Regions from separate parts of the Mus musculus genome. Here all the other regions are linked to region 3. Evidence: chromatin contacts called from public Hi-C and promoter capture Hi-C data. All regions are on one chromosome and are shown on one strand. Each heading gives the region's core, a stretch centred on a gene start, on an enhancer-like site or on the middle of the called end of the contact. The rest is flanking DNA. Distances are from core to core; before and after follow the strand shown. Region 1 holds the start of Dnaja1 (DnaJ heat shock protein family (Hsp40) member A1). Region 2 holds the start of Bag1 (BCL2-associated athanogene 1). Region 3 holds the start of Fam214b (family with sequence similarity 214, member B). Region 4 holds the start of Ndufb6 (NADH:ubiquinone oxidoreductase subunit B6).

Region 1 (7,157 bases), core at 3,857-6,356, 2.3 Mb after region 3:
GAGAACTGGCTCACTAACTTAAAGATTAAGATTGGCTGCTTTTCCAGAGGGCCTGGGGTTGCTCCCCAGCACCACATGGTGGCTCACAACTCTCCTCTTTAACTCTAGTTCCAGGTGGATCTGATACCCTCTTCTGGCTTCCACAGGTACAACATGCAGCAGTAGAGATAAACACACAAAAAGGCAAAACAAAGGACATTGTGTGAAGTAGTGGTGGTAGTAGTGGAGTGTTAAGCCTTTTTAGTCAGCTCAAAGTAGGCAGTCCTAACGGTAAAGATCTCTGCAAGCATTTCACTTTCAGAACACTTTAAGGGATCAGTGAGATGGGGCAGTAACTCCAAAATACCTTGTATCACAAAATAGCTTGTACATATGTGTTCCCACAGCATTTTTAAATTGAGACATAGTTTTACTGACCTCCTAAGAGATCTAACATGGATTACTATGCCTGGGAACAGGGCCATCCTTTTTAAAAAAAAAAAAAAAAGGGTAGCCAAAATGCTGTACATTCAACACCAGGAGGCACTCAGGAATTGGAGACAGGAGTTTTAGTTAAGAGGTCTGCCTGGATGAAACTGGTCTTATTAAAAACAAAAACAACAAAAACAAAATGAAAAACAAAACTTAAATCAAGTTAGTTTCAAAAAGAAGCTTATTTGAGACAGATCAGAGTTTGAAAAACATTTGGTTTGGTCAAACCAAGTCTGACCAACCCCAGTTTGATTTTTAAGGCATGCATAGTTGAAGAAAAAAAAAAAAAAAAAAAACAAACCAACCTCATTACTGCAATGCAATTTCTGACCTCTCAACACAACACAACATGCATATAAATGTACAAAGCATTGCTTTTTAAAAAAAAAAAAAAGTTGTTGCTTAGGATCTACACAGGATTGGGCCCATCAATGTGTTGTCATAAAGGAGCTGATGACAAAGCCTCATCCCTGAAGAGACATTTTCTTCTACATGTAGCCACTAATTCTACTATACCATTTCTACTACATGTAGCCACTAATTCTGGTGCCTGTCCTTTGGGAACAATTCCTCATCCACATTCCTGTAAGCAACTCTAATGGGACTCACTGGGCCATCAAACCACGGGCATACAGAAGAATAGTAAGGAAAAGGAGTTGGAGAAGAGAATAATGAAAATTCTATACAGACATGAGTATGTCACAGCAAAGCCATTACATTTCTCTTTGTAGAAGATTCAGCTGTTTTTAGTGCTGCACTCCAACTTTATCAGGGAAGTCATGGGGACCTGGTACTCAGAAAGTTGAAGAAAGATAAAAGGCCAGCTTACATCTACAAAGGCCTATCCTCATAAACAACCCAGCTAACAACACCCAACACTTAGGAACCCTTACCTTCACATTTGTCACAAATCACATTCTTTTGCAGAGCCAGTTTTCTTGTTGCACCATTATATAAGTCTTCTAAGGTCACTGAGAGCTGATGAACAACATTTTTACCTAGAATAAAACACTGCTCATTAAACACCCATCTGTAACGTTTCTTTGTTGAAGGCACTATAAAAATGGCAAAGGATAATGGAAGACCAGCCTCAAACTATACATCTTTTTGAGCTATACTCATATACAACACTCATCTAATCACTTGATTTTCAAACTAATCTAATCATAAATGAGGAAAATTATGTGAGCAGTTCATCTATCTGCCTAAGAACACAGAGGCCCTCTCAGAAATCCAGCAATTAAAATACTACCCTTAAAAGTCACTCAATGTTCAGGCACATTTCACAATGCTAAGCATGGATCCCTTTGAAGGTTTTACTTATTAGGCATTATTAAGCAACATGGCTAGTTACTTAATCCAAACATTCTTTAGCACAGTAAATTCTTTCTAATCAAGATTGGCTGGAGAAGCCAATATTGAGACACTACTGAAATAGCAATTTCTACTTCAGTTTCAATAGTTTTTATTGCTAGGCTAGCACTGGTTGTCTCAAATTTCCCAGGCCTTTTGTTATATATTATACAGTCCAACAGAACTTTCTGTAGCAATGGACACATTTTACATGTACAATACTAGATACAATTTTAAGTGTGGTGGCTACTACAGCTGCAGAGAAATTTTTCCCTCTAAATTAATCTCATCTTAAAGACCCATATCTGGCTAGAGCAAAAGATTGCCACATAGCCGAAGTAGGTTGGTTGAGATCACATAAGGACAGCCAGGTTAGAGAAATGAAATCACCTGTCAACGGTTAATAAGTCCCTAGCTGGTGATCCTTCCCCTAGGACTTTATCCACGGCCCGCCACGAGCATTGCCTGATTACCAAAGAAAGTCCCAATCCTTTCTGAATATCCGAATATTCTTACTCTTTAAGTAAGGAGTTAAAATTAAAGTCACGACATTGTGCTGCTTTCTCATTTTCACTTTGTAAGCAAGTAGGTTCTCACAAATTGAAAGTCCGAGCTTTCTCAACTTTATACAGAGTACAGAAAGGAAAAAGCAAGCTTCTGGAAACTGACGGAGTCCATTCTCCAAAGCAGCACAGTTAACAAAAGCCCTCAAACTCATCTAAGCCAAAGTCAGTCTACCTTTCTGTAGCTCATACCATCTTATGGCTGAGCAGGCCGACTGCGATTATAGGTTGGTTTTTTAAATATGTTTATGTGAAAACCAAGAGGCCAGAAGAAGCAGCTGCTGGTCCCCTGGAGCTGGAGTTTCAGGCAGTGGTGAGCCAGCTATCGAGTGTGGGTGTGGGAAACAGAACCTGGATCTTCTACAAGGAATGGCAAATGCTCTTGACTTAATCACTGAGCAGTTTCTCAGGCCCACAGGTTAATTGTTCTAAAAACATAGTAAACAGTTTTTCCAAGTCCCTTTAAGGAGCAAAGTGAAATTTAATGGCCTGCCTATTTGTTCTAGAACTGTGCCTATGAACTAGTTTATATTAACTATATATACTGAGAACAAAGTGCTATTTTACCCTTCAATACTGTCTTCCCATAGACATCTTTTGGCCAAACACTAAACACATTAAGCTGAGCTAGCAGAGCTGAAACAAGAGTCAACAGCAGCAGCTATCTGCAGACAATGAGCTTTTCTCAGGCTCTGCTTGCTCAGGGTTACTTTTCTAACAGAAAGGGCCACTGCACTTACCACTGGGTTCTAAGAGCAGGTGGTATTATCCAAGGGAGGACAGGGCTTAGAAACCTAAGTTAGTACACTTTGTTACCCCCACTGTTTGGGAATCTATGGGGTTAGTTATACCTGCTTTTTGGCTTAGCTATTTTTTAGTTACAGAAAATCTCAATGACACCAGAAGTCAAAGACAGTTCACGGACAGAGTGTAACATCATACCAACGTGTAAACAAGCATTTGAATAAATTCTCAAGTCTTTTTTTTCCGCAGCAGTTATTTCGTTCTAGCTGCAGGTAAGCCAGATTTTTCTTACCTCTCCTTTCTCTTTGCATTCTTCCTCCTCCTCCAAAGAACATATCAAAGATATCCATGGGTGAGCCAAAACCACCACCTGCTCCGCCCTCTTTAATCGCCTGCTCCCCTCCTTTATCATATAGTTCCCTTTTTTTGGAATCAGCAAGAACTTCATAAGCTTGAGAAATCTGTTTAAACTGTTTCAGAAAAGGACATCCCATTAGAAACAACTGTTACAAAGCACAGCTACGGTAGACTTTAAGGCACGAACAGAAAGATACACACACTGCAACACTGCTGCTGAGCTGTTTGCCTGTGCCCTTACCTTTTCCCCTTCATTTGGATTCTTATCAGGGTGGTACTTCAAGGCCAATTTTCTATATGCCTTTTTCAATTCTTCCTGGGTGGCATTGGGTTTTACCCCCAAAACATCGTAGTAAGTGGTTTCTTTCACCATTTTTTACAGCCTGAAACCAGAAAATGGTAATTTTAAACCAGCTTTAAACTTTTGTAGAAAAGATCCAACTGCTTCTGCCTCCTGAGCACTGGGATCAAAGGTGTGCGCCACGACTGGCTCTTAACGGGTAGTCTTTAACTACCAGAGCTAAAGCAATCTGTTCTTTTGCATTTATTTCATACTAATACAGCCTTCCCTACGCGTCTTAAAAGGTAAAAAAAAATTCCTGATATGATTCAGCTGTAAACTCGAACAGATTAAAATATAGATTTCAGGGAACGCGAAGGAAAGCCTCTCTCGCAGCTGGTTCAGACTCTACTGCACTAACACATGAATTATTTGGCTTCTTCCGGTTTCCTTTCCCCAGAGGTTTTGCTAGTAACCCACAGCAGCACTGATAGGTTCCGTCCACTGGTTAGTACATTACCGCTGCCTTTGTACATCTGATAAAGGCCATACCCTCGCCGGAAAGCGACACTGGACTCCCGGGGGTGGAGGAGTGGCTTAGGAGACCGGCTCCAGGGAGCAGGTGCCCGGGCCCCGTCGCCATCCTGCTCCTGCTCGCTCGCAGCTTACCCACTCTCGCCCCGCAGGCCTGGAAGCTGGCTCGCCCTCTGGGTTTCCCGGGCCCCCCGGCGCCGACCGTTAAGGCTTCCTTCCTTTCTCCCTCCCACCCTGATCGAAAAGGCGGAGGGGGGGGGGAGGTCGAACCTCAACAAAGAGAGGGAGGAGAGCCAGGAGAAGCGCAAGCCGCAGCCTCCGCCCGGCTCCTCCCGCAGCCCCTCACCCCTGCCTTGCTCCGCGCGTGCGCAGCGCTGCCCACCCGGCCCGGGCGGCGGAGCGCGGGGGTACGCAGCAAGGAGCATGAGGCGGGAGGCCAATTGGCTTGGGCCTTGGACCTCCTCGAGGCGTGCGGGCGGGCAGGGCGCCGGGCATTCCCGGCAGCCTTCCGAAGCCCGAGGCCGGCTCAAGGAACCCGCAGTCCCCGCCCACGCGGGACCAACCGCCTCCGGCTGCGCCTTCCCCGGCTGTCTGGGGTCCAGACCGCACGCCGCGACCGAGGGAGGCCGGAGACTCACCGGTGAGCGGGCCGGCGCCGGAGAGCGGAAAGGAGCGGAGCACAGCGCAGCTCAGCCACACGCTGCTCCTCCACCACCCACCGAGCGTTCTGGAAAGTTCCGCCCGGCCCGCCGCAGCCGACCTCTTTTGTAGCCGAGCCCCGGCGCGTCACTTGCCGGAAGTCCCGCCCCTCGCCGCTGCCACCGCCCCTCGGTTACCTGGGCAACGGCGCGGGGGCGGGAAGTGGCTGCGCCCAAGGGCCTTGTGGGGGTGGACTCAAGCCCGGGTTCCCGAGCCTCGTAGAATTTTCTAGAGGCTTTTTTTCTTATTGCGAGGAACCAGAGTGCGGAAGTCTTGAGGTGGAGAGGTCATGTCCCAGAGCCCGTAAGCCGGGGACGAGTGCTTCAGGCGTTGTGCGCGCTGTGCTGAAGGGGATTGGTGGAACCCAGCCCTGGCTGCGAGTCTGATTTTCTGCAGCTCCAGCTCCTTAGCTCTGAGCCTTGCGGGCAAGAAATGCTGAGCAAGGCGGGCCTACTCCCTAAACCAGCCTCGCAGGCTTTGGTTTCACCCAAGCGCACTTATGTCAGAGCTTTTTGGACGAGCCTGGCCCAGGCTTCAGATCCTTTTGGCTCTGACGACTTGGGCGGAGGGAATCTGGGACTTCACCAAACAGGAAAACATTTAGAATGCCTCATGCTAACGGAGGGTCATGGTCTTCCACCCAGTTTGGCCGCAGAGGAGCGGCCAAAAGCAAAATTAATTGCTTTAGCTTATTGTTTTAATTCTCTGACCGTTTTTATTTCCAGTTGGTGACTCAAAAATCTATAGTTGGCAAAGTTGAATCTTAAGCTTTCAAAGGACAGAGTGAATGTTTTTCTTATTCACTAACACAATAGATACATCAAAGAAGTGGAGGTGTAAGCTTGAAAGAGTTCACATATTTTAAAGATTTATTTTGAATCCTCTGTGTGTGTGTGTGTGTGTAGGTGCCCAAGGAAGCCAGAGGCATGGAGTCTTAAGTCTGGCTTCAAATTCTGAAATCTCCTGTCTCTGAGCAGTTGTGAAGGGTGGTACATGCTCTTAACCGCGGGGCCTCTTGCTTGGACTTTCGTTGGAAGTGGAACAAGCTAAAAACTTATAAGAGAAATCACAAAATACAGGTCAGCAGGTGAACAAGAAGCAGTTAAGCACACTTCCTAATGGAAGTGCAGAGTGTGGGATGAGATTCTTTAAATGTTCGTTTTATTGTGTGTTTCTAGGCTTGTGGACCATTGTAGTTCTCTCGTACCTTTGCACGGGCAACTCAAGTCTTCAGTGCGTTACCAGCTGAGCGGCTGTCTCAGTGCTTTATGGAGATCACAGGTAATTGGATGTAGCCAGAGCTAAGGGAGCTGGAAAGGCTGTCTTCAAACCTACCCAAAGACATCTTTAGCTCGTGGTCTTAAAAACCTCCGGATTTTGGGATTTCTACCTTGAGCTGTCCTGCCTCTCCACCGTTACTGCTTTCACTAAACTCTGTTGTGGTCACTAAAGCTACGCCACTTCCCTTACAGACTTTTTGATGATGTGCTGTGGTTTTGGTTGAGAAACATCTTTTCTCAGCTTACGTGTTACCCTCTCAGATATCACATCTATCAATAGGTTACGTCTTTAAAGCAGGGGCTCTTTACCTTCCTAACGCTGCGACCCTTTATTACAGCTCCTCATGTTGTGGTGTCCCCCAACCATAAAATTATTTTCATTGCTTCTTCATAACTGCAATGTTGTTACTGCTGTGAATTGTAATATAAATATGTGCCAAAGGTTTTCCGAAGGGATCAAAACCCACAGGTTTGAGAACTACTGCTTTAAGCCAACACTTTTGAGTAAAATATCTACTATGCCAGGCATACTCTAGGCCTTGCCAATACAAAACTCTTGTAAGCCATGGCCCCTACTCTCAAGGAACTTAACTCGTAATGAGATTAAAAACCAGAATTAAAAACAAAAAACCAAACCAAAACCATCCAACCAACCAACCAAAATTGCAGGACTAGGCTGATAAAGTCTGCCTTTAATCCCAGCACTCTGAAGGCAGAGGTAGGCAGATCTCTAATATAGAGGCCAGGCCAGTCTACATAGCAGGTTCCAGGGCAGCCAAAGCTACAGAGTAAGAAAGACCCTGTCTCAAAACAAATCAAACAAAAAACCTCGAAAATTACCAGCAACTTCATATGTGATAATTTTGTGTGGAAATG
Region 2 (7,361 bases), core at 4,813-7,312, 2.1 Mb after region 3:
TATCCCTGGCTGTCCTGGAACTCACTCTGTAAACCAGGCTGGCCTCGAACTCAGAAATCTGCCTGCCTCTGCCTCCCAAGTGCTAGGATCAAAGGCGTGCGACAACATGTCCGGTCTTCTCTCTCTCTTTTTTTTTTTTCAATTTTTTTTAATAAAAAGAATAAAAACAGCTAAACATGCAAATAAAAATTCAAAAATTAGAACTATAAAACAATAAAAATATTTTAATTTATATTAGAAAAATAAGCCTAAGAGTTCCAAGTGTATAGCACAGGCAAAGGATACATTTATGAAGTGTGTCGTGCTGGCAATCTATTAGGGGCAGACAAGGAAAATGGAAAGGAGATAGGGAGGCATCCAAAAAGCCAAAAGCCAGAATGAGGTTGAAGGCAAGGCTAGCACTTCAGGGGCTGAGGCAGGACTGACACAAGTGCAGGGCTAGCCTAGGAGATATAATACATTCTACAAGAGCCTAAGCTACAGAATGACATCCTGCCTCAGAAGCAAAGTGAAGCTTGAGTGGGAAGATGGTGTAGTGGTTAAGAGCAGTGCTGCTCTTCGGAGGACCTGAGCTTAGGCCCCTACATCCATGTACATGCAGCTCACAGGTACCTGGGACTCTAACTCCAAGGGATCCAGCACCCCCTTCTGGCCTCAGAAGAGACTGCATACACATGAGTAGACCCATACATAGTTATATGCATACACTCATAATTACAGACATAATGAAGTCATAAAGAGCAAACAAACAAAAGAAAGAAGTAAGAATAGCCAAACCTTCTCTTAAGTTCATATTAAATAGCTCTCATAGAAACTACAAGAGAAGCTAGGCAGTGGTAGCACATGTCTTTAATCCCAGTACTCAGAAGGCAGAGGGCCGGAGGATCTCTGTGAGTTTGAGGTCAGCCTGGTCTACAGAGTGAGTTCCAGGACAGCCAGGGCTATGTAGAGAACCCTTGTCTAAAAAGCAAATAAATAAACAACACCCAAAAAACAAAAAGAACCACAGCACACGACCAAAATTCCAGAATTTAGGAGACTGAGATAGGCTAGCACACAGTAAATGAAACAATACTTGAGATAGCTCACTTATTTTACAGGCATAATATGTGCTACCTGGGTCTTTGCATTAGCAGTGACGAAACTGAGACCTTTGGTGCCCTTCCCTTTCCAGAAGTCACTACGCTAGCAAACAGCAGGACCAGGATTTCACCCCTTTTCTGTGAGTTTATCACACATACGCTTATTCTCATCTTTGCAACAAGTACACATCTTGCAAAACCCAGCAGATCGACAGCTCACCTCAATCTGGTCAATTTTTACTTCCTTATATGCCTTCTTCATTTCCTTTACTCCCAACTTCATGGCATCAACCTAAAAAAGAAAGCACAATGTATTTGTTGTTTTATCTTGAAGAACGGAGGATTTGAACCCAGATACTCGTGCATACCAGGCAACCATCCTACCACTGTCTCATCCCCAGCCCCGAAAACACTGTCCTGAGAGTTCACGTTTGTGCTGGAGCGATGTCTCGGTGGCTCAGAGCATCTGTCGCTCTTGCAGAAGACCCTAGGTTTGATTCCCAGCATCCACATGCTCACAACCATCTGTAACTATGTACACATGCATGCAAAATACCCAATCACAGAATGTCATGTATACTAAACCATAGCAAAGTGTATGAGATGAAAAATGAAAATGAAGCTGGAGATGATGGCACACACCTTTAATCCCAGCACTCAGAAGGCAGAGGCAGGAGGATCTCTGTGAGTTCGAAGCTAGCCTGGCTCACAGAGTGAGTTCCAGGATAACCAGGGCTACACAGAGAAACCCTGTCTTGAAAAACAAAAACAAGAACAACAAGTTAAAATGGGAAAAGGAGTATGGGGCATACCGTGGTCTTGGTGTCCTTTAGTGACTGGATGGTGTAATTAGCTTGCTCCATGTTAAAGGACTGTTGGGCCAGGTTGTCTCGCTGTTGCTCATACCTTTTTGGGGTCAAGTAAAAATCAGAAATGTGAACCAGATAGAAATCCTTAGGAGAAAACAGCCTTAATGCTAAATAGCAAACAAACCCAACCACAAATCATTTTAAAACTACCCACTCTTACAAAAATCCCTCCAAAGTCTTTTTCCCTTGGGTATATTTAAGTTTTAACTAGTCCCACTTAACAACATAGTATTTGCTCTTTTTTCTATTTTTTGAGAAAGGATTTGTAGTCTAGGCCAGCCTCAAACTTATAGTGATTTTCCTGCTTCAGCTTCCAAATGCTGGCAATGTGGGTGTCTCCACTCCTGGCCTTACTCTCCATCTCATTTCATCTTATTTATATTTTTCTAGTTATTTCCCAAGATGAATTCTCAGAGGTGGAACTCTTGGGGCAAAGGCTAAGACTATTTTTTAAGATTCTTCATATGTATAGCTAAATGTTTTTCAGACTCAAAATTATATTCATAATTTAGGCTATCCATCAGACTTAATATAATGTCTGATACTTGAAATACTCTTTAAAATAATGTTTTCTACCGAGTTATATAATATCAAAGATTTATGTCACCACGATCGTTATATACCACAGAAGTCATCTAATTAGCAGAAGAAAAATAGGTAATTCATGATCCAGGAAATCGGCAAATGATTCTATTCAGTTAGGCATCGTGGCACAAGGTTATAATCCTAGCAACTGGGGGACTGAGCCAGGGGACTAGAGCTTGAGGCCAGCGTGGAGTACACAGAGAACCTTGTCTCTAAAAGCAGAAACAAGAAGGGGCAAGACGACAGCTTATATAAAAGACACATAATTTCAGTTTCCTAAGAATCTAGATAAATTTTCTTTACCTCTGTTTGATATATGTTCCAAGTTTCTGCAATAAATCTACATTCCATTTATTTATTTATTTTTGAGGCAGGGATTCATGTAGCCCAAGTTACTCTAGAATTTACTAGCCCAGGGTAGCTTTGAACCCCTGATGTTCTTGCCTCCATATACCAAGTGCTAGGTCTACAGGTTGTGTGCCACCCTGCTTGGTTTATTTATTTATTTGAGACAGGGTCTTATGTAGCCAAGGCTAGTCTTGATTTCTCTATGTAGTCAATGCTCATAGGTTCCGGGTCCTCTACCTCCCAAATGCTAGGATAACAGGTCCAGGCCATCAAAGCCAAATTCCTTCCACAAGAAAACCAAAATACTTTAAAACCAATTGCCACCAAGAAGGCAACAGTTGTAATACATGCTGGCCATTCTAGGTATTATTAGGTTTTTTTTTCCAATGTGATTTTAATGTATTTTTTAAAAATGGAAGACAGCATCTGACTGTTACAAAGTCATTTTAAAATTGAAACAAAGCCATCACACTTTTCCTGGTTTCCTACAAGCTGATTATGCCTCGAGTCTACAACTCCATGGATGATCTCATAGGCTGAGCAGACCACATGGGTGAGCACCACAGATAAACTGGGGTTTCGCACAAACACTGGGACATAGTAATTGAAAATAAATTGTGAACCTTCACATTTATTCTGGTGAGAGAGAATGAATATTTAGCACTCCTAACTTTACAAACAAAACCGAAACACTCATCCTAACTCAACCACAGGAGACCCAAACCATCTCGACCTTGCCAGCCAAAGTGATCCCACGTGGCTGCTGAAGCTTAGGTAGTAACTCGGAACATTGGAAGCTTTTGCACATTTGTAATGAAATCAAGACTACTGAGAAGAAATGAAAGCCGGAAGGAATGGAAGGCCTCTTCACTTTCTGATTTCTTAGGAGGGAGATGAAGCATATGACTTACATCCGCTTTTGCTTTAAAACTCTCAGGGCTTTCTGTTTGACCATGTTCTGAGGAGAAAAACAGACTTAATTAAAAGAAGGGAACGCAGATGGCACAAGAAGTCTCCCCTATGCTCACACTCCTGCACCTACATGTTTCTTCTGCAAGATGGCAGATGTGGAGGCTCCTTGACTCTACTCTTCCTCTTCAAGCTTCGAGCACAGATAATTCTAATGCCCAGCTGGTACATCTTAGCGCCCTTTGCAACCCATGCTCTGTATCTTCAATTCCTCTTCCTCTCCCTAGGCATTGTACTTCCACTTCCAGCCCCAACAGAGCGCACTGTGTATATCCAGTTGCTTTCCATTTAAATACAACACGTTCATCCGCTATCATGTCCTCATGTTAGAAGCCATTTACAACAGCCCACCAGCCTCCCGCTTTCAGAATCTGGGAACCTCTACATCAACCTTTGATCCCTCTGTTGGTTCTTCACGCAAATTCATCAACTACTACGATATTCTAGATATAATGCCATGTAGGTGACTTGTTATTTAATCCTCACACATTAGTATATATTATCTTCATTTAACAGATGAGAAAATTGAAGCTGAGTGATATCCTGGTTCATACTGTTAAAAAGTTATAAAGTTATGAAAAAAAAAGATACCTATACACCCATAGCCTATTAAGTAGTGTTAGTATCAGAACACTGATCTTACACGCCATATCTAGTCTAACCTGAGTAGCCAGACAACACCCGGATTCTGAGCACAACCAGCTCTCCTCTTCAGAGTCAGACCTTCTCAGCAGAGCATGCCAATTCCCATTACATGTCATCAGCATCTTCTACCTACCACATTAAAACCCAGCCTCCCTCTTGTATATGGCTGTAGCTTCTGTTCCCTGAAGAACAGGTCCTCACAAGTAGCTTCTCTTTACCAGATTTCGTGTATTTTTCTTGTATCCTTCACCAGTCAGTCCCTTCACAGTACTTCCTACAACAGTTGTCACCAGCCTTACCTTAGCAGGACCCTCTCTCATCTTCTTGATTTGATCCTTATATTTCACTAGTTCAGCATCCAGCCGGGAAATCTTTTTGTCAATGGATTCTGCCCTGCTATCCACCTTGGAAGAAAACATCACATGCAGTGGTAATTATTGTAATATGTTTACATGGAAAGGGGCAGAAAGAGAGGGATATGCAAAAGAAAAAAGGAACAATATAGCAAAGGGCAGAAAATAGGGTTTTTCTTAAGGGTGGGGAATTCCAGCCCGAACCATTGGAGGGCTTTCATAAACTCTCTCCCACCTCCTAGATTCTGATATAGCAGCCCTCTCTTGAGGAAAACGATTTGGGATTCTCTCCGCTGGCTGAGATTTCCCAAGTAGGAGAATAGTCAGTTTGGGACTCTGCATGAACGTGCGTGGAATGAACCAATCAACACAGGCTAAGATGAGATCTAAAACCATTTCCGAGATCAGGTTTAATCTGGAAGGGCCAAGATTCAGAATTCTATGCTACTCAGACCCAGGACTAAGGTACAGATATGTTAACCCTGACATGGGTAAGGGGAGAAGAGTGAAAAAGGGTTTTTAAAAGGCCAGGTTAGACAAAGTGGGGTGTAGTGACATAGGGTACGTAGGTTGGAATGTGGGAACCAAAGCGAGGAAGAAGGGGTGGGGCACAGTGGGCATCGGAAAGAGCTAAGTGCAGTAAGGGCGAAAGAATGATGAGATTAGACTGTCTGGTCTCTGGGGTCAGGAATGACCTGGAAAACAGGGATGAAAGGGGTGGGGATGAAGAAGACTCAGGTTTAATGGGCCCGAACCAGGAATGGGGTGGAGTACGAATTCGGGATGGACGGGTCGGAGTGTCAGAGGTATGCAAAGTCAAATGCCCACCGTCCCAATGCAGTCCGTCAAGCTAGGTGGCGGAGCCTTGGGTTTCGCTTTTCCGAAGAATCGGTTCATCTTGGCCGGCTGCGAGGAAACCCAAACACTGGAGGAAAACCAGAAACGGAAGCGTAGTCGCTCTGGTGTCAATTTCCGGCTTCCCCCACCCCATGCGCAGGCGCAGAGTGCTCGCCCGAGTCTCCCGATCCCTTTTCCGTGTTTTCAGCTCCTCCTTCCGGAGAAGGAGCGCGGAGCTCTGGGAGAGGTGGAAAGACTTCTGAAGGAGGGGCTTATGAGGAGGGATAGGGCGGTGCCTTGGCGGAGTGGGTGGGGCTTAGACGCGGCTGGGCGGATAGGGCGGGGCCTGAAGCAGGGTCAGTTCCGAGGGCGTGGCGAGTAGATGGGGCGGAACTGGTGAGTAGTGGGGCGGGGTTGCAAGGCTGCGCGCCCGGTAGCCACCGCTGCGCTGTGAACAAACGCGGCCTGGCGGGTCGCAGCGCCGCGCGGCGACCGCGAGGCGACCGGGAGCCGCTGGGACCCAGGCTGCGCGCCCCTCGGCCTGCCCGGGAGCCGCGCCAGTCGGAGTCCCGGGCCGAGCGGGGCTTGCCTCCCTCTCAGCGTTCCTCTGTGCGCAGTGCAGCCAGCGGGCATGACCGATCCACCAGGGGCGCCGCCGCCGGCGCCTGCAAGCCGCGGGTGAAGAAGAAAGTCCGGCCCCGCTCTTCTCAGAGCGAGAAGGTAGGGAGCAGCAGCAGGGAGTTGACTAGAAGTAAGAAAGTGACCCGTAGCAAGAACGTGACCGGGACCCAGGTAGAGGAGGTGACCAAGATCGAGGAGGCGACCCAAACCGAGGAAGTAACTGTGGCAGAAGAGGTGACCCAGACCGACAACATGGCCAAGACCGAGGAGATGGTCCAGACGGAGGAAATGGAAACACCCAGACTCAGCGTGATCGTCACCCACAGTGAGCGCCAAGGAGGGTTCCGTAGATCGGGTTGGGATATGTGGGTTTGGCCACATGTAGTCTTGGGAGAAAGAAACATGGGTTCTTGGCTATATATATTTGGGGATGTTTTTGCTTAGGGCTGGTGTCAGGACATCTTTCCCTGTGGCCGGTCCCTGGACACTTATTGGATCCTCTATTTGGAAGCAAAGTTGAGTGTGTAACGCTAGTAATCGTGGGTCTTTGTGTCAGGCTTATATTAGGCCTTCTTGTGTGTAGAACTTCCGTGGTTCTGGACATCCACCAGTGTAAAGAGTACGAACTTGGTGCGTGATCCCGCTGTTCCTTATTTACTGAGTAGTGTTTTTGTTGGATGTCATAGAACCGCAGGTTCAATGGGCCGTGAGTCCAAGAGTTACTTTCTGGACATCTGGTTACATCAACACAGAACTAAAAACCTTGGGAAGTACACGAGAAAGCTGAAGCCATGACATTTCCTTAGAATCAGTTAGGAAAGACTAACAACAAACTTTGCTACCTAAACCATGGCTCTATATCCAGCAGTTTTATGAAACTTTGAGATGAATCCCCACCCCCACCCCCCCAAAGGCCTCTTGATGTCTGATCTGTGAGGCACAAATAGGAACTAGGACTCCTTCTGACTCTTGACTGGTTGGGAGCGCAATCTAAAGGTGGATTTGAACTCCACTTACTTAGAAAAGATTGAGTACCTGTTTTAAAACAAAAG
Region 3 (7,430 bases), core at 852-3,351:
AAACCAAAAAAAAAAAAAAAAAAAAAAAAAAACCAAAAAGGTCCAGGATCATCCCCATCCTCTGATGTATAGTGTGTTTGAGGCCGAAACTACATGAGATCTTGTCTTTAAAAAAAAAATTTTTTTTAAGTCAGGCTCTGTCCAGTAGCACACACCAGTAATCTCAGCATTGCAGAGATAGAGGCAAGAGATAGCTGAAATTGCTCAGTCTGAGTGACTAGAAACTCTGTCTCAAAGAAACAAAGCAAAAACAACAAAACCTCCCAGTAACCTGTAATCCTAACACTTTGGAGGCAAGGCAGGATGATTATGAGTTCAAGGGCAGCCTAGGTTATATAGCAAGACCTTGGCTTTAAAAGAAGAACAAAAAATGCAAGATAAGAGTTTAGAGCAACTAGGTATGACGCCATGCATGAGTGACCTGTGTTCCTTTCCCCAGGGCATACTGAGGCCTGGAACTTTTTTTTTTTTTTTCTTATCCTGACTCCTTTAGTATTCCCCCTCTGATCTTTGTAGAAAACTAAAGCTTGAAATTATAGTTAGAACAAATGAGGGCTGCCAAGAATTTTCCTAAGATGTGAGCTTTGCTAAGACAAATAGATTCTCATATTGATTCTTCACTTGTGTTTAGGGCTTTGAGACTTTTTAAAATCCTGCTGGGCAGTGGTGGCGCACGCCTTAAATCCCAGCACTTGGGAGGCAGAGGCAGGCGGATTTCTGAGTTCGAGGCCAGCCTGGTCTACAGAGTGAGTTCCAGGACAGCCAGGGCTACTCAGAGAAACCCTGTCTCGAAAACCAAAAAAATTCTGCTCCTTCGTAGCAGGGAATTCAATCTTAGGGAGCTGGGGTCTTTTTTAGGGAGTTCCTCCTACTCAGTAGAGGTAAGGAGAAAGCATACTAGAGGTCTGTTGTGTACTTGTATTAATTGTAAAACCCAGAGAGGAAGTAGGGGGGGCCCTCTTTTTACAGTCCAGTAATAAACTAATGGTCCTGGGGACTCATAGCATAGGCAAAGCATTGGCTTCTACTTCCTTTGGTTCTGCTGTTTGTTCCCTGTTTCTGTGACCGACAGGGAGAAAAGGCCTGAGTTGGTGACAACCTGTCTGACTTGCTGATAAGTTCAGAAGACAAAGTAGACAAGGCTATCCATTTTCTCAGGTTATCTCGAGAGCACTCCCTGTAAAAAGTGTCTGTGAATGCCCAGTCCTCGCAAAAATTCCGTCCTGGTTATTTACAGAGCTAAGGACAAAGGTTAGGGATGCTGACTATAATGCTGCTTAATTTGGCTGGCTCTGGGCTGGGCCCGGGGCCCTGTGACTCAGGGGGAGCTTGGTGAGTTTCGAGGGAGCTGTGAGTCATGAAGACGAACTTGGTCTCCATCTGACTTTGGGCAGAAGGCCTTCTAACTCACTTCTTAGGATGCTCTGTTTCCTCGGAGCAGAGGCCTGTCAGCAAAGAGTGCTCCAAAGCCTGGTCTCGGAAGGGTTTTGAGAGTCCCTGAAATGTCAGCCTCCTGGGGTCTCTAACAAAGACAAAAAGGGGGTGGGAGAGGATGCCATCTTTCAGTATGGATAGAAATAAGGTACGACTGTAGTAGGTCTTTTTTTCCTGCTCTTGTAGAAAGCTTACTCGATAGCAACCCTTTTACCTGGAGCTGTTTCGGGATGTGGGGGCGAATGGGCTTGGGGATATGTAGGGTTGGGTTTGGTGTGACTTGGAGATTGTTGAGATTTATCTGTGAACACACTGGAGCTTCATATTAATTTACTTCAGAACAGGAAGTGTGGAGGAGAAAGGTTTGTTGAGCCCTGAGAGAATGAAGTCTGAATGGGGTTAAATGACAGGGCAGAGAATTGCTTAGGACTTGGACAGAAAAAGGGTTAAGGAGGTGGGCGGAGCGACATTGGGTAGGCCTGCCCTTATGTGGACCAATAGGCGTGCGCTCCTTGAAGAGGGCGTGACTCACGCTTGAGGTTGCTGAGAGGCTGGCCTCCACTGGGCCAATGAACATAGTTGTTGCCCATAGAGGGTGTGGTCTGAGGGGGGCGTGGCAGCCGTGGTCGCAGTGCTGGGGGTGGCTGGGCGCTGGGCGGGGCGGGCGGCCCCATCAGCTGGTAGGAAATGGCCTGTGAGTCAGAGGGGCAGCTGAGTCTGCGGCGCGGAGCCGGGGCGGCCCCGGGGAGGGACCGTCGCAGGGAGGGGTGCAACAGCAGCTAGAGGGGCTGCGGACGCCAGAGCCCGCTAGTGTTGCACACGAAGCTGATCAGGGAAGGGCCAAGCAGAGCAAGGCTCTCAGCCTAAGCCACCCTTTGTCTGGGTTGGGGGCCCGTAGTAGGGGGGACTGGTTATCCGAGGGGAGGGACCGGGACGGGGACGGGACCGGGACGGAAGGGCCCGGAGCAGCGGCCACCGCGGCGGAGCCAATTTGGGAGCGGGGTGAGTGTGTACTAGGTGGAAGGATCAGATCTCCAAAACCTCTGCAGGGTATGGGGCCTGTCCCAGACTGTGAAGAAGGGATGAGAACCGACCTGGGAGGCTAAGCAGGGGGTGGGAGGAATCGTCCAGAACAAGGAGTCCAGGAGTCAAGGTGAGTCTCCCCGTCTGAGTTTGGAGGGGTTTCTGAGGTCTGCTCCCTCTCTATTAAAGGTGAAGGGCTCTAGGCCAGAGTGAGAGCGAGTGTGAAAGCAGAGATTAACCTTTCTACTCAGAACAGTGGTCTTGGGAACAGTCACCCTAGCGTGTGTAGACTTGTGTGAGGACAAAATGTACAGCAGTGAGCAGCAGGACTCTGCCCAGGATAAGAGTGGAAAACACATGGGTAGGAATTCTTACCCTAACCTTCCTTAGGGTAAAAATGGGTGTCTTGAGAGTGAAGGGAAGGATAGAATGAGCCTAGGTGTTCTTCTTGTACCACAACCTCTCCCACCTCCCAGGTCTAACAAGTATCTGAGGGTACAGACCTCATGGTATTCTGGGACTTGTTGTTTTTGCTGGCCTTGCTCTCGGCATGTTGGGAGCTGTAGTCCTTGGCAGCCACAGTCTGGCACAGCTGTTTAATGCCAGCTGCTGCCCATCCCCAGCATGGAGGGCGAGGTTTGGCTTATACTGGCTTGTCCCTTCTCCCGGCAGTCCTACCCCATGAGTCAGCTTGAAGCTGGGTGGCAGAGGAGTGAGTCTTCGAGCGTCTCTGGGCAGGGAGGGAACTAATAGGACTCTGGATTAATGAGCAGATGCCAGCATGCTGGGGTCAAGTAGGGCATCATGTCATCACCTGGCTTCCTCGAGGCAAGGGCTCAGGAGGGCAACTGAGATGACCTGGAAATTGGGGTGCTCAGGAAAACGCCCTTCTTGAACTTTAAAGCTTGGGTGGAGACTAGGAGGGGAAGAAAGGAGAACAGGTCATACTCTCACGACACTGCTACTACTGGCGTTCTCCGCTTTCTAGCCATCTCACCCACATGAAGGACTGGAATGTTCTTAGGGTCTCATTCGGAAGGGGGCCTGGTGAAATGGCAAGGTGTGGTCTGAAAGGAAGGCAATGGCTGATGTAGGAGAGTCCCTACGTGTAAATGTCCCCCCTCTCTCCGTCTCCTGCCACCACATGAACTGCTGCAGTTCCCCATGTACAATTAATCTCTCCACTCTTCACCCATACAGTGTGTCTCTACACTGTCAGGCTGCTGACCAGATCACTGGTGCTAGCTCGGATTTAGGCTTTTTTTTTTTTTTTTTTTTTTTTTTTTTTTGAATCTTGATGTGTGTTTCTCCTGAGCTTGAAGTTGGGCTGGGGAAGAAACACAGTCCTGTCCTCGGGCCTGACATAATCAGAAGTGAACAGCAGTGTCATCGGGTTTCAGAAAGTAGTTAGTGATTTGCCTGTCTCTGCCTCCAGAGTGTGTGGACTAAAAGATGTGTGCCACCACTCCCCTCAACTTGTTTGTTGGTTTTGTGTTTTGTCTGAGGTAGGATGTCTCATAACCTCATCTGACCTTAACTGTCTGGTGTAGTGGGAAGTCTGGCTGTAACCTGGTTTTTGTTTGTTTGATTTTGACAGAGGACCTCTCAACATGTAGCTAGACTGGTCTAGATCCTCCTGCCTCAGCCTCTAGCACTATGTTAAAGGGCAGTATGGTTGGTAGTGCTCACAGGCTGCTGACCAAATAAGGATGACAGTGGGGACAGCTGGCCTTCAACTTGAGAGTCTGGTCACTGAAATATTAGTGGTCTGTGAAGACCATTGTTGTGCTTTGGCAACAAAGAAATGCTTTAGCTTTTTTTTTTTTTTTTTTGAGTATTGGTTGTGCCCTGCGGGAGGGGCATGGAGAGATACTCCAGTTATTTCCAGTTGGCTGCTTGCTGCTTCCTTATCTCTGGTTTGCAGGGCCTGGGGGGAGGGGTGAGAACTAGAAAGTATCTTCTGACTGCGTTCTCTCCTTCCACCACTTGTTTTTGGTTAGATTTCTTTTTGTTTCGGGGAGGTCTTTAGGGGATGGGGGTAACAGTGTAGCCCTGGCTGTCCTGGAACTCACTCTGTAGACCAGGCTGGCCTTGAGCTCAGAAATCTGTCTGCCTCTGCCTCCCAAGTGCTGGGATTAAAGGCATGTGCTACCCATGCCCTGCTGGATTTCTTCTATTAAAAAGACAGATTTCTGAGGAACGTTAGGATTTTAAATGTGCAGGGCTGGCTTGGAGCTGACTTGAGTTCTGTAGTTGTGTGATGGGGTGTACCTACCTGCATGACCTCTGCCCTCAGCACTCTCGAGTGGCACTTGCCCCTTTGGATAGATATAAGGAGATGAGTTGTGTAACTGGGTAGCCTTGAGTAAGAGAAGTACAGTATTGTCCTGTCCACCTACAACCTGACATGGAATCTCTGGTCTTTGGGGCATCTTATCCCCTATTACTCAGGGCCAGTTCCTGAGCTGGAGACCCTGACAAGTGGTTCATCTTGTCTCTACTCATTTCTCACATCCTTAATACAGTCAGCCAAGACTTGCTTCTCTGTTGAGTCCTCAGGTAGCCCAATTCTTCTGCATACGCCCTAGGTCTCCAGCCTGCCTCTTCTGTTTCTGCAGAGCTTGTCCCAAAGCGGGGAAGATGTCTTGGTGTGTGTGCTGATATAGTAGCCTATATTAGTGGAGGAATTTTACCATTGGCTGCACGGATTCTGACTTATATTTTCTCTTTTCCTTCAGGGTCCAACTGAGCCCAGAAGCTGCACGGAATGGTGGCAGCCACCTTGCCGGTGCAGTGGGCATGGACCAGACTGCAAGCTAGAGGGACAAGACATCAGACAGGAAGAGAGGACACGCGCCCAGGCTTGAGGCTTCTTCATCGGGGTAACGTCCAGGAAAGTGGGGGTGGGGGTGGTGCTGGGGGTGGGGATTGCAAGTCCATTGAGAAACTGGAGCTGTAATGTGCCCCTCCTGGGAGTGCCAAGAGTGGTCTCTGACTTCCATTGGTCTGTCCAGGGATATGGGCAACTTTACCTCCCCAAACTGCTCAAGGTCATCTGTGGACCGAGGGAGGATCTGAAACTGAGCTGAAAGAAAGAAGACTCCTTGGGTCTCATGATCTCCTGTTTTTCTTTCCTTCAGATGTCCCCAGGCCCCCCAGCCCAGGCCCAGCATAAAGGCCGTGTGGGGGGGCCCCCCTGACCCAAGGGGGGCTTCATGCGCCACGTGCAGGCGGAGCTGTCTCCATCCTCAGAGCCAGAGGCTGGCCCTTCACAGCCTCCAGTCAGACAGGGGACCCTCCAGGGTGGCCTGCTCATGGGCTACAGCCCAGCAGGGGGGGCGACATCCCCCGGGGTCTACCAGGTATCCATCTTTTCCCCTTCAGCTGGTGCCTCCGAGCCTCCTAGGGCTCTGAAGCGGCCGGCCCCTCCCACCGAGGGTCCCCGGGAGCTGAAGAGAGGCCCTGGGCTGGGGGCCAGAGAGGGACTACCCCCTGAAGAACCATCTACTGTGGGACTCTTGAGCCCAGAGGGACTGGGTCTGGGACTGGGTGTGGCTAGCCAGCATTTCTCCCACCATGGCCTCTGTGTTGTGGAGCACGGAGGTAATACCACCTCACCTTGGACTTCAGGGACCCAGAGTACACCCTGGCTCTCATCAAATGCTTCCTTCAATACTTTGCACACCAGAGACTGGGCTTTCCCAGATCAAGGGGGACAGGGGTGCCTGGGGGAGACTCCAGGGCCAGCCCCTTCAGGCCAGCTGCACACACTTGACACTGATTTGCACAATCTTGCACAAATAGGGGGTAAGAGCCCAGTGGCTAGGGTGGGCAACGGGAGCAACCCCTGGCCTAGGGAGTCCCATGGAACTGCCAATGGGCACAGTCCCGAGCACACACCCCCTGGCCCTGGACCTCCTGGCCCCTGCCCCACCAAGCGAAGGCTGCTGCCTGCTGGAGAAACCCTTGATGTCAGCTCTGAGGATGAGGGGCCAGCCCCTCGGAGGCGCCGGGGAACCCTGGGCTGCCCTCTTGCTGCCAATAGTTCTGATGCCAAAGCCACACCCTTCTGGAGCCACCTGCTGCCTGGGCCCAAGGAGCCTGTTTTGGTAAGCCAGTGGGCAAGTTTGTCTATTTTTTTTTCTTTTGTTTTTTTTTTTTTTTCTTTTTCTTTCTTTGGAGACATGGTCTTATGTATCCCAGGCAAATCTAAGGTTTTCAAAGATGACCTGGAACTACTTCTCCACCTTCCAGGTGCAGTGTTGGACTCAGAAAAGGGGGAGGCACTGGGAGGGCTCAGCAGGCCTGGCCCCTTCCGGAGAGTTCGAAGGGAACTTCTGGGAAGAGAAGCCAGCACACCTAGTGTATGTGGTTCTGTAGATCGAATGTAGATTGAACCCAAGGCTGTGTGCCTGAGTCTTAGGACAGCCTGCTACACAGACACTCCAAAAATGAAAACTCAGCTAGGTCTCCAGCCTCCTGGTTTTGCTTTTTAAGAGAAAGTCTCAAATAGCCTTCAAACTCTCTATGTAGCCAAGGGTAGGGTCATCTTCCTGCCTCTACCTCCTAACTGTCACCTTGTATGTTATCACACCAGCCTATTCTCATCTCCTTTTTTAAAAATAAAGATTTACTTATTATTATACATAAGTTCACGGTAGCTGACTTCAGACACACCAGAAGAGGGCATCAGATCTCATTATGGGTGGTTGTGAGCCACCATGTGGTTGCTGGGATTTGAACTCAGGACCCTCGGAAGAGCAGTCAGTGCCCTCACCTGCTGAGCCATCTCACCAGCCCTCTCATCTACTCCTAAGCAAACATTGTTTAGGTAGAGGTGGAGGAAACCTATAGAGATGTTCTTCTGAGAACTTATAATAAGTCCTTGTCATTAAATATGTCTGGCCTTCATAAAGTCTCTGTTTTCAATATTTTCACCATAGGACCCAACAGACTGCAGTCCCATGGGGCGG
Region 4 (7,378 bases), core at 1,045-3,544, 2.8 Mb after region 3:
TTTGGCTTGCCAGTTCTTCCTATGTTTGGTATTAAAATGCTTCGTCGAAGAAAATTTCCCCAGAAGTTTTTTGTTACTCTAAGATGTAATTTGTACAGAACACTAGAAAAAATGTCTGATTTTTTTTTTAATGGAAAAGCAAGTGTTGTTTTCAGATGTTGGAACAATGAAAGTTATAATACCACTAATTATCTATTAAAATGACTTACCACATCAAATAATGGGTGGATAAATGGGTCTCTCACAAACTATGGATACAGTCATAATAGACCTTTAAGAAAAGCATTTGGAATTTTTTTTACAGGTAAGTATACACTACACATTCCACAGCTGTTCTATTTCTAGACATCATACAAAGATGGTTCATAGCAACTGGGCTTGCGGTTTCCAAAAATAAGGAAAAACTAATCTGTTGGTTAACAGGTAAATATTTAAACTGTGGTATAACACCTGCAATAGGTTATTATTCAGGAACAACAAAGAATATGCTACTAAGTTCTCCTCATACCTCAACCCCTGGATAGTGATGTTGAGTAACAGGAACAGGACAAAATCAAGTTAAATCTGTGATCCCATTTATAGAAAGTTCTACAAGAACACGGACTCTTTAATAGTGATGGAAAGCAGATCAATGGTTGGTGAGAAAGCAGAGAGGGGAGGGGGAAACTGGCCACAAGGCATAGTGTACAAATTGACATGAGAAATGATTTTTTTTTTCTTACCAGATTTCAAGATAAGTTGTTTTTCAAGGCCATCCAATGGCTGGAGAGATGGCTCAGCGGTTAAGAACACCCAACTGCTCTTCCAGAGGTCTTGAATTCAAATCCCAGGAACCACATGGTGGCTCACAATGATCTATAATGGGATCCAATGCCCTCTTCTGGTGTGTCTGAAGACAGCGACAGTGTACTCATACACACAAAATAAATAAAATCTTTAAAAAAATCATCCAAAAATCAAAAACGAGATTTTTTAATAAAGTATTTTGACTTGGTTATGTGTGACGTGTTTTATATTTTAAAAATCATTCAATTCATACTTACTGATGCTGAAATGTTTTCATCTTTGACCAGAGAAACCTGCTAATCAAGTTGCTTACTGGTCTTAGAAACTTCCCCAGTTCTGGTTCGCTAGAGAGAGCCTTATAAATCATATTCTTCTCTGCTGGAGAACACTCAGGTTCCAGAAGCCCCACCATGTAGCTAGATTCTCCTAATTCAGTCTTCTGACGGAGCAGTAAGTGTTCTTAACCGCTAAGCCACCTCCAAACTCCCTAGTTCCTACTTTTGTGTCTATCCTATCTTCCCTATATAATATTGGTGGTGGTGTTTGAAGCAGTAGTTAGGTTGGGCATACTGGTGTACTTCATCTAGCTCATGAGTAGTGGAGGCAGGGGAATTCGGAGTTTAAGTCCAGTCTCCCTAAATAGCAATTTCAAAGCCAACATGAGATCTTGTCTCCAAAACCAAATACAAATAACAAAATTATTTTCATTTATTACTCTAAAATTTTCAGAGCATGTATATATATTTAGTATCACTACTACTCTCCCTGCTTTTGGATAAAAGGTAGCATACTTGGTGTAGTTGGTTTTATTTACTTATTTATTTTTTTAACTTATCAATAGATTGTAGAAGTTACTCCAGTTATGAATAGAAGGCTCATTTATGGCAGTAGCATACCAATGCTTTACAGTACTATAAGCTTTCCCACTAATCCTCTATTCTGAAATCTGGGAGGTGATTTTTCAATGTTTTGCTATTACATATCGTGTTGTGACGAATATTCGTGCACACCCCTACAAATTTTTACTGCCATACCTTTGGGATGTCTTACAAAGTGGGCCGGCAGAATCAAAGAGTGAGCGAGCCTATGGAAGCCTCCCAAATAAGGTGCTCTTTATTTCTGCAGTACAGAGAGGGAAGAAAACCGAGATAGGCGCTCAAGATTACTTAGCGGGTTACGAAAGAGGTGGGAGCCAAATTCGGACGCAAGTGTCTCTCGGTCAAGAAGAGAATTCAAGGGGGCGAGGCAGAGGTTCGCTAAACCATCGTCCTTGTTCTTCCGGTCCCCTCCCCTACAAGTTCTTTCTCTGAACCCTAGCCCCAGGACTTCTCACACTTTCCAACACCGCCCACTTAGTTCTTAACTCAGGGACCTTCCTGAGCTCATACTTAACCCAGGTTGTTAAAACCCAGGGTCCAAGAGAGGGCTTTGCGCATGAGCAGAGCCTGCTTTCCGCGAAGGAGTCGGCCCGCCCCCAGAGGCGGGGCTGGTGTGGCGTCATCACTCCGCGCCGCTTCCAGGCGCCTCAAGGTCGCTTTGCGGAGCGGGAGGGGCAGGTCAGTGACCGGTCCTGTGTAGGCTCGTCGGCAACATGTCAGGGTACACGCCGGATGAGAAGCTGCGGCTGCAGCAGCTGCGGGAGCTAAGGAGACGATGGCTGAAGGACCAGGAGCTGAGTCCCCGGGAGCCCGTGTTGCCCCCGCGCAGGATGTGGCCCCTGGAGCGATTCTGGGATAACTTTTTGCGGGACGGGGCCGTGTGGAAGAACATGGTGAGTGATGAGCCACACGGGTGTCCGGGTTCCCACCCCGGGTCGCAGCCTGGCCAAGCCTCCCAGCCCACTCCTCTCAGTTCCATCAAGGCCCAACCCTGTCCAGAGCCCGCATACCCGGGAGGGCCCCAAGGGACAATCAGTCCAGGGGCTCAGGTTTAGCGGAGACGCTGTCAGGTCGCTATTGTTCAGGGCTGGGGTCTGGAGTCCAGGAGCAGGTGGCTGTCAGGTGTACTGAGAAGTCGGGTCTTAGGTTTTACAAGACGCTCGCCGCACATGCAGTTCTTTCGAGTGTAGATACCTTTTCTCGGGTTAAACTGGTCAGAATTAACTGAGATCACAGGCTGTGATTTCAGTATTTGAGAACACTTACGCGGTGGGTAGGGTTGAGGTGCCAGAGACTGGCCAGCTGGTATAGTACAGCCCCATGGGGTCGCAACAGAAGACAGGGTTCTATTTGGTATGCTTTGTCAGACTCTAAAGCTCCCTTTCTACGCATCACTGTGTACGTTTAACACACTTTTAGTTACTTTTAAATTGCATTCCATGACCTCCAGGCAGAAAAACCGTTCACTCAAGGACTGCTTTTTATTGTAAGGATTCCAGATATTTTCTTGGAGACTGCTATTAAATCACATCAATGATGAGTAGCGAACATTGTGTGGGAATTGCTTTCAGCTCCTTCCAGTAATTGTGGTAGAAGTAGAAGTAGTAGTTGTACAAAGTCTTGGTTGGTTGGTTGGTTTCTTGAACAACAATGCCTTATGTCTTGCAGAATGGTGCTTATTCTGTCTTAGAATCTATGGATATTCTATAGGAAGCCTCAGAGTTAGTGAAAATACTGAAATTGGTAGGTCAGCCCCAATCTGTCAGGAAATATGTTCCATTTAGAAATTTGTAAAATAATTATCACACATAGTTGGTAGTGGTGGAATGTTTTTGTTTGGTTAGTTGGTTTGGTTTTTGTTCCACACACATTGAAAAATAAGGTAGCTCATGCTAGGGAGAGTAAGCAGCGCATGTTGGTAATCACAGCAGCTCCAGAGGCTGAGGCAGGAGGATAGCCGAGGATCTCTGCAGAGGGAGGCGGGCCAGCCTTGGCTAACGCTTGGGACCCTGTCTCAAGTGAGGGGTGGGGTGAGGCTGGAGAGGTGACTGCTTCAGACCACTTGGCTCTTTCAGAGGACCCAGTTTTGGTTCCCAGCATGCACATGGTGGCTCAAAACTGTCTGTAACTCTAGTTCCAGGGCATCTGATGCTTTCTTCTGTCTGAGCTCTGAGGGCGCCAGGCATACTCCTGGTACACATACATATATGCAGACAGAACACTTACATGCATAAAGTAAATAAATCTAAAAAATAAAACTGTAAAGAGCGGATGTTTGCTTATTTTGTATGTGTTTCCCCCGCAGGTCTTTAAGGCGTACCGCTCCAGTCTCTTCGCTGTTTCTCATGTGCTTATACCTATGTGGTTTGTTCACTATTATGTCAAATATCATATGGCTGTAAGTATACTTTAAATGTATGCTGTCCAGAACTTATTTTTAATATTATCCAATAATTTCCTGTGGCTGTGCTATACTCAGAAAATAATATGCCATGCTAAGCTGATTTTAAAGTTCTTTGAATTTTTGGGGGTGGGTGGGTAAAGGTTTAGTTGAATTCTGAGTACTCTTATATACAAGTAGTTTCAAAACTTAGAAATCAAAAAATTACTCTTACACTAGCTTATACCTTTTGCAATGCATTTCCTTGAAGTAGTGTTTAAATGGTCAGCATGTCTATCTAACCCTGGAGTCCTGAGCAGGTATAAAGATGACTTCTGCTGCTTCTTTAGACCAGTCCGTTATGTGGTAACGTTCCAACAAGTCTGCCATGTCTCAGTTCCCTTTCCTTGTCCTTATCTGATTTTTCGTAATTCTCTTCCTTTACAATCTAGGGTATCCAAAAACCACAAACTTTTTCATGGGAAGATCTTGCATGGGTTGACTAAAGCCCCTTGCCGTGGTTTAAAGACAAGGGACAGCACAGTGTGGTTGTTCCGCTCTATTGGATCCTAGGCAGTAGGAGAAGGGCATGTGGTTTCTGCGACATCATGGAAGGGGAACAGTAGTGTGGAGTGTTGGAACTCAGATAGTGTAAATGGGGTGTTCTGTGTCCAGTGAGAGTTGCTAGAGTAGGCTGAGCACGTCCATTTGGGGAGCCTTAGTGCCAGCAACCTGGGATAGGATACTGGAATTCGAGAAGGGAGTCAAGTAAGGAACCTGAGGTGGAGTAAGACATCAGAACCCAAATAAGGTGAGGAGGTTCAACATCACAAGGTGTGGTGATGGTGACAGGACATTTGTTAGATGGGAGGAGCTTGATCGAATAAGTGCACTGATCGAATGGAGTTATTTACATGAACAGGGGAACACCTTGGAGAATGGAGTTAGAATTGGAAGTGTTTGTATGAACTCATAGTTATTACTGTGTATTCATAGGTAGATGGAGAAATAACCACGAATGTGAATGTGGGCGTGTGTTTGAATGCATGGTCACTAAGTCTGTCCATTAAGAAGGCCTGGAAACAGGGCTCTCTCTAAGTTACAGTCCAGCAGGCAGCATCTCAGTGTGGTCAGCCATGAGGCAGACAGAAACTGTGCTGCTTGATAGATGCAGCAAGAGGACAGCAGCCTCAGCTTCTTGATGTTCCTGCCCACTGCATAAACGGAATGCAGTCACAAGGAATCATGAAGCAAGCCCACTGGAAGAAACGTTCCATTGGAGCAGGGTTATTGGCTTGCTACCTTCAAAAGTGTTAAGGTCAAGAAGGTTAAAGAATGCCAAAAGACAGCTTGAAGAACTTGGGTTCTGTACTTTTACCCTGTGGTCTCCAGGGATCAAACTGTTAGGCTTAGCAGCAAGCCTTTGTCCTGTGAACCATCTCCCTGGCCCACAGTAGAGTCTTTGAGCAATAAGAATGGAATGCCTAGTATGTCCTCTTTATTGTTGTAGAAAGAACATATAAAAGTAAGTATTTGACTTCCAGGAATATGTACTGTTAGAAAAACAGCAAATTCAAGGAAGACTATGGCGGGAACAAGTTAGGCCAGTTGGAAGGACAGACAGAAAGTCTGTGATGAGCATGTCCTCTAGACTGAGGACGTGGCTAAAGAGTCTCTATTGACCCCATAAGCTGAGACCAATTTAGGAAAGTTTCAAAATCTAGGGAGAAGAGGTGAGCTAACTGTATAACAAGCTGAGGGAACCCTTTATTGTGCGTTTATTGAGACTTGGTTTCCTATGTACTGCAAGCCTTAACCCTGGCTCTCTTTCCCTTCAACGGATTACATCCATGAGCTTCCACTCCAGCAGGCTTCTCCACTGTTAGACAGGAGAAAACATGAGGATTGAGAGGGAATGTAGAGAAACATTGACCACAGCGTGCAGGAAGCGAAGCTGCACTGGGCAGGTTAGCTAGAGGCTGTTAGGTACTAATTAGGAGTCGGGGAAAAGGCAAAATGATCTGGATTACATGCTGCATAATAGTCCCTGGAGGGTCCATGCTGCCTACATGCCTGCTGCATGAAGGTTTGAATGGAGCTGTTTCCATTTCAGAAACCAGCAGAAAACTCTTCTGCCTCAATCAAATTGTGACCAACAGTTCATGTCTCTGAGGGTACTCTCTACTAGGTGCCACTTCTGTACTGATGGGCTTGGGAGTCATGTTCACTTGCAGCTCCACAGGCCTTTTCATGTCACTGTCCGTCTTGTTTCATTGCTGTTGTAGCATGTCCATTCCTAGAAAAGAACGCTGCCTTCTGTCAGGGCAGGTTTGGACCATCCAAAAGTGGCTGATGTACAGAACTGGACACAGTGTTACTTGGGGGTTTAGTTTGTTAGTTTATATTTTAAATTAAAGTGTATTTTTACCTTAGTTAAACTACCATGCCTCTGATAAAATAGGAACAGCCTTATTCTGTCCCTACCATCTTTGAATTAATTGAATTTGAATTCTTAAGACAATTCTACTTACAAATGTAATCACATTTTCTTAAGTGCTTTAGATCCATTTATAAATTTATTTGTTCAGTCTTAATTTTAGGTATTTATATGGTACAGTGGTGCCTCCAAGAAGCAATTTTTTTTATTCAACTTTAAATCAGAAGTGTGTCCATTATACATTTTCATTATAATCCTGAGCCTAATCTGTTAGTCCTAGAAGTAGCCTGATTATTTTATATATCATAAACACTCTGATGGTAGAATATGGATCATCCCAACTTTTTCTTTTTTAGTTACCTGTTTTTCATTAGTTCTTTGAGACCTTCATCGAATTGCAATGTGTTTTGATTATAGTCACCTCTCCTCCCACTCTGTCCAGATCCACTTCCCTTCTCTACCTACCCTTACTTACATTTTTAAAAATGTATTTTTCCGTGTGTGTGTGTCTATATCTCTGTGGGTATGTACACATGAATGCAGATACCCATGGAAGCCAGATGAGGAGTCAGATCTCCCTGGAACTGGAGTTATAGTCAACTGTGAGCCAAGCACTGTGGGTGACGAAAACTGAACTCTGGTCCTCTGGAAGAGCAGTATGTACTCTTACATGTACATGTAAGCCATCTCTCCAGTCCTGTCCCAACTTTTTTTTTTTTTTTTTAAAGATTTATTTATTTATTATATGTAAGTACACTGTAGCTGTCTTCAGACACTCCAGAAGAGGGCATCAGATCTTGTTACAGATGGTTGTGAGCCACCATGTGGTTGCTGGGATTTGAACTCTGGACCTTCGGAAGAGCAGTCGGGTGCTCTTACCCACTGAGCCATCTCACC

Evidence for each region. Hi-C and Micro-C count contacts between places; a contact is called where the count stands out from the background. Capture Hi-C pulls out chosen DNA fragments and counts their contacts.
Region 1: a contact with region 3 is called in a promoter capture Hi-C map of liver, with 3 times the contacts expected there. The contact joins the promoter of Dnaja1 here to the promoter of Fam214b in region 3. A contact is called at or near these places in 2 of 39 promoter capture datasets (liver and pre-B cells) and 1 of 9 other capture datasets (liver).
Region 2: a contact with region 3 is called in a promoter capture Hi-C map of adipose tissue, with 2.4 times the contacts expected there. The contact joins the promoter of Bag1 here to the promoter of Fam214b in region 3. A contact is called at or near these places in 3 of 39 promoter capture datasets (cranial neural crest, embryonic stem cells and pre-B cells), 1 of 484 Hi-C or Micro-C datasets (B cells) and 2 of 9 other capture datasets (adipose tissue and liver).
Region 4: a contact with region 3 is called in a Hi-C map of B cells, with 5 read pairs. The contact joins the promoter of Ndufb6 here to the promoter of Fam214b in region 3. A contact is called at or near these places in 1 of 484 Hi-C or Micro-C datasets (B cells) and 2 of 9 other capture datasets (adipose tissue and liver).

The regions. Positions count from the first base shown.
Region 1 is chr4:40,720,417-40,727,573 of GRCm38.p6, reverse strand. Dnaja1 (DnaJ heat shock protein family (Hsp40) member A1) reads right to left here and starts at 5,106. Exons shown (of 9, transcript NM_008298.6): 1 at 4,941-5,106; 2 at 3,730-3,871; 3 at 3,424-3,601; 4 at 1,365-1,469. The coding sequence starts at 3,861. Gm6297 (predicted gene 6297) reads left to right here and starts at 4,733. Exons shown (of 3, transcript NR_077226.1): 1 at 4,733-4,942; 2 at 5,907-6,080; 3 at 6,180-7,157. Mir207 (microRNA 207) reads right to left here and starts at 4,657; the gene lies at 4,579-4,657. It also overlaps a transcript of Aptx not described here.
Region 2 is chr4:40,946,995-40,954,355 of GRCm38.p6, reverse strand. It overlaps Bag1 (BCL2-associated athanogene 1), which reads left to right and starts at 6,062. Exons shown (of 7, transcript NM_001171739.1): 1 at 6,062-6,634. The coding sequence starts at 6,562. Chmp5 (charged multivesicular body protein 5) reads right to left here and starts at 5,803. Exons shown (of 8, transcript NM_029814.1): 1 at 5,680-5,803; 2 at 4,798-4,902; 3 at 3,796-3,842; 4 at 1,895-1,988; 5 at 1,303-1,374. The coding sequence starts at 5,748.
Region 3 is chr4:43,034,972-43,042,401 of GRCm38.p6, reverse strand. It overlaps Fam214b (family with sequence similarity 214, member B), which reads left to right and starts at 2,101. Exons shown (of 9, transcript NM_001253353.1): 1 at 2,101-2,436; 2 at 5,196-5,339; 3 at 5,598-6,566; 4 at 7,401-7,430. The coding sequence starts at 5,673.
Region 4 is chr4:40,274,337-40,281,714 of GRCm38.p6, reverse strand. Ndufb6 (NADH:ubiquinone oxidoreductase subunit B6) reads left to right here and starts at 2,294. Exons shown (of 4, transcript NM_001033305.3): 1 at 2,294-2,557; 2 at 3,970-4,062. The coding sequence starts at 2,378.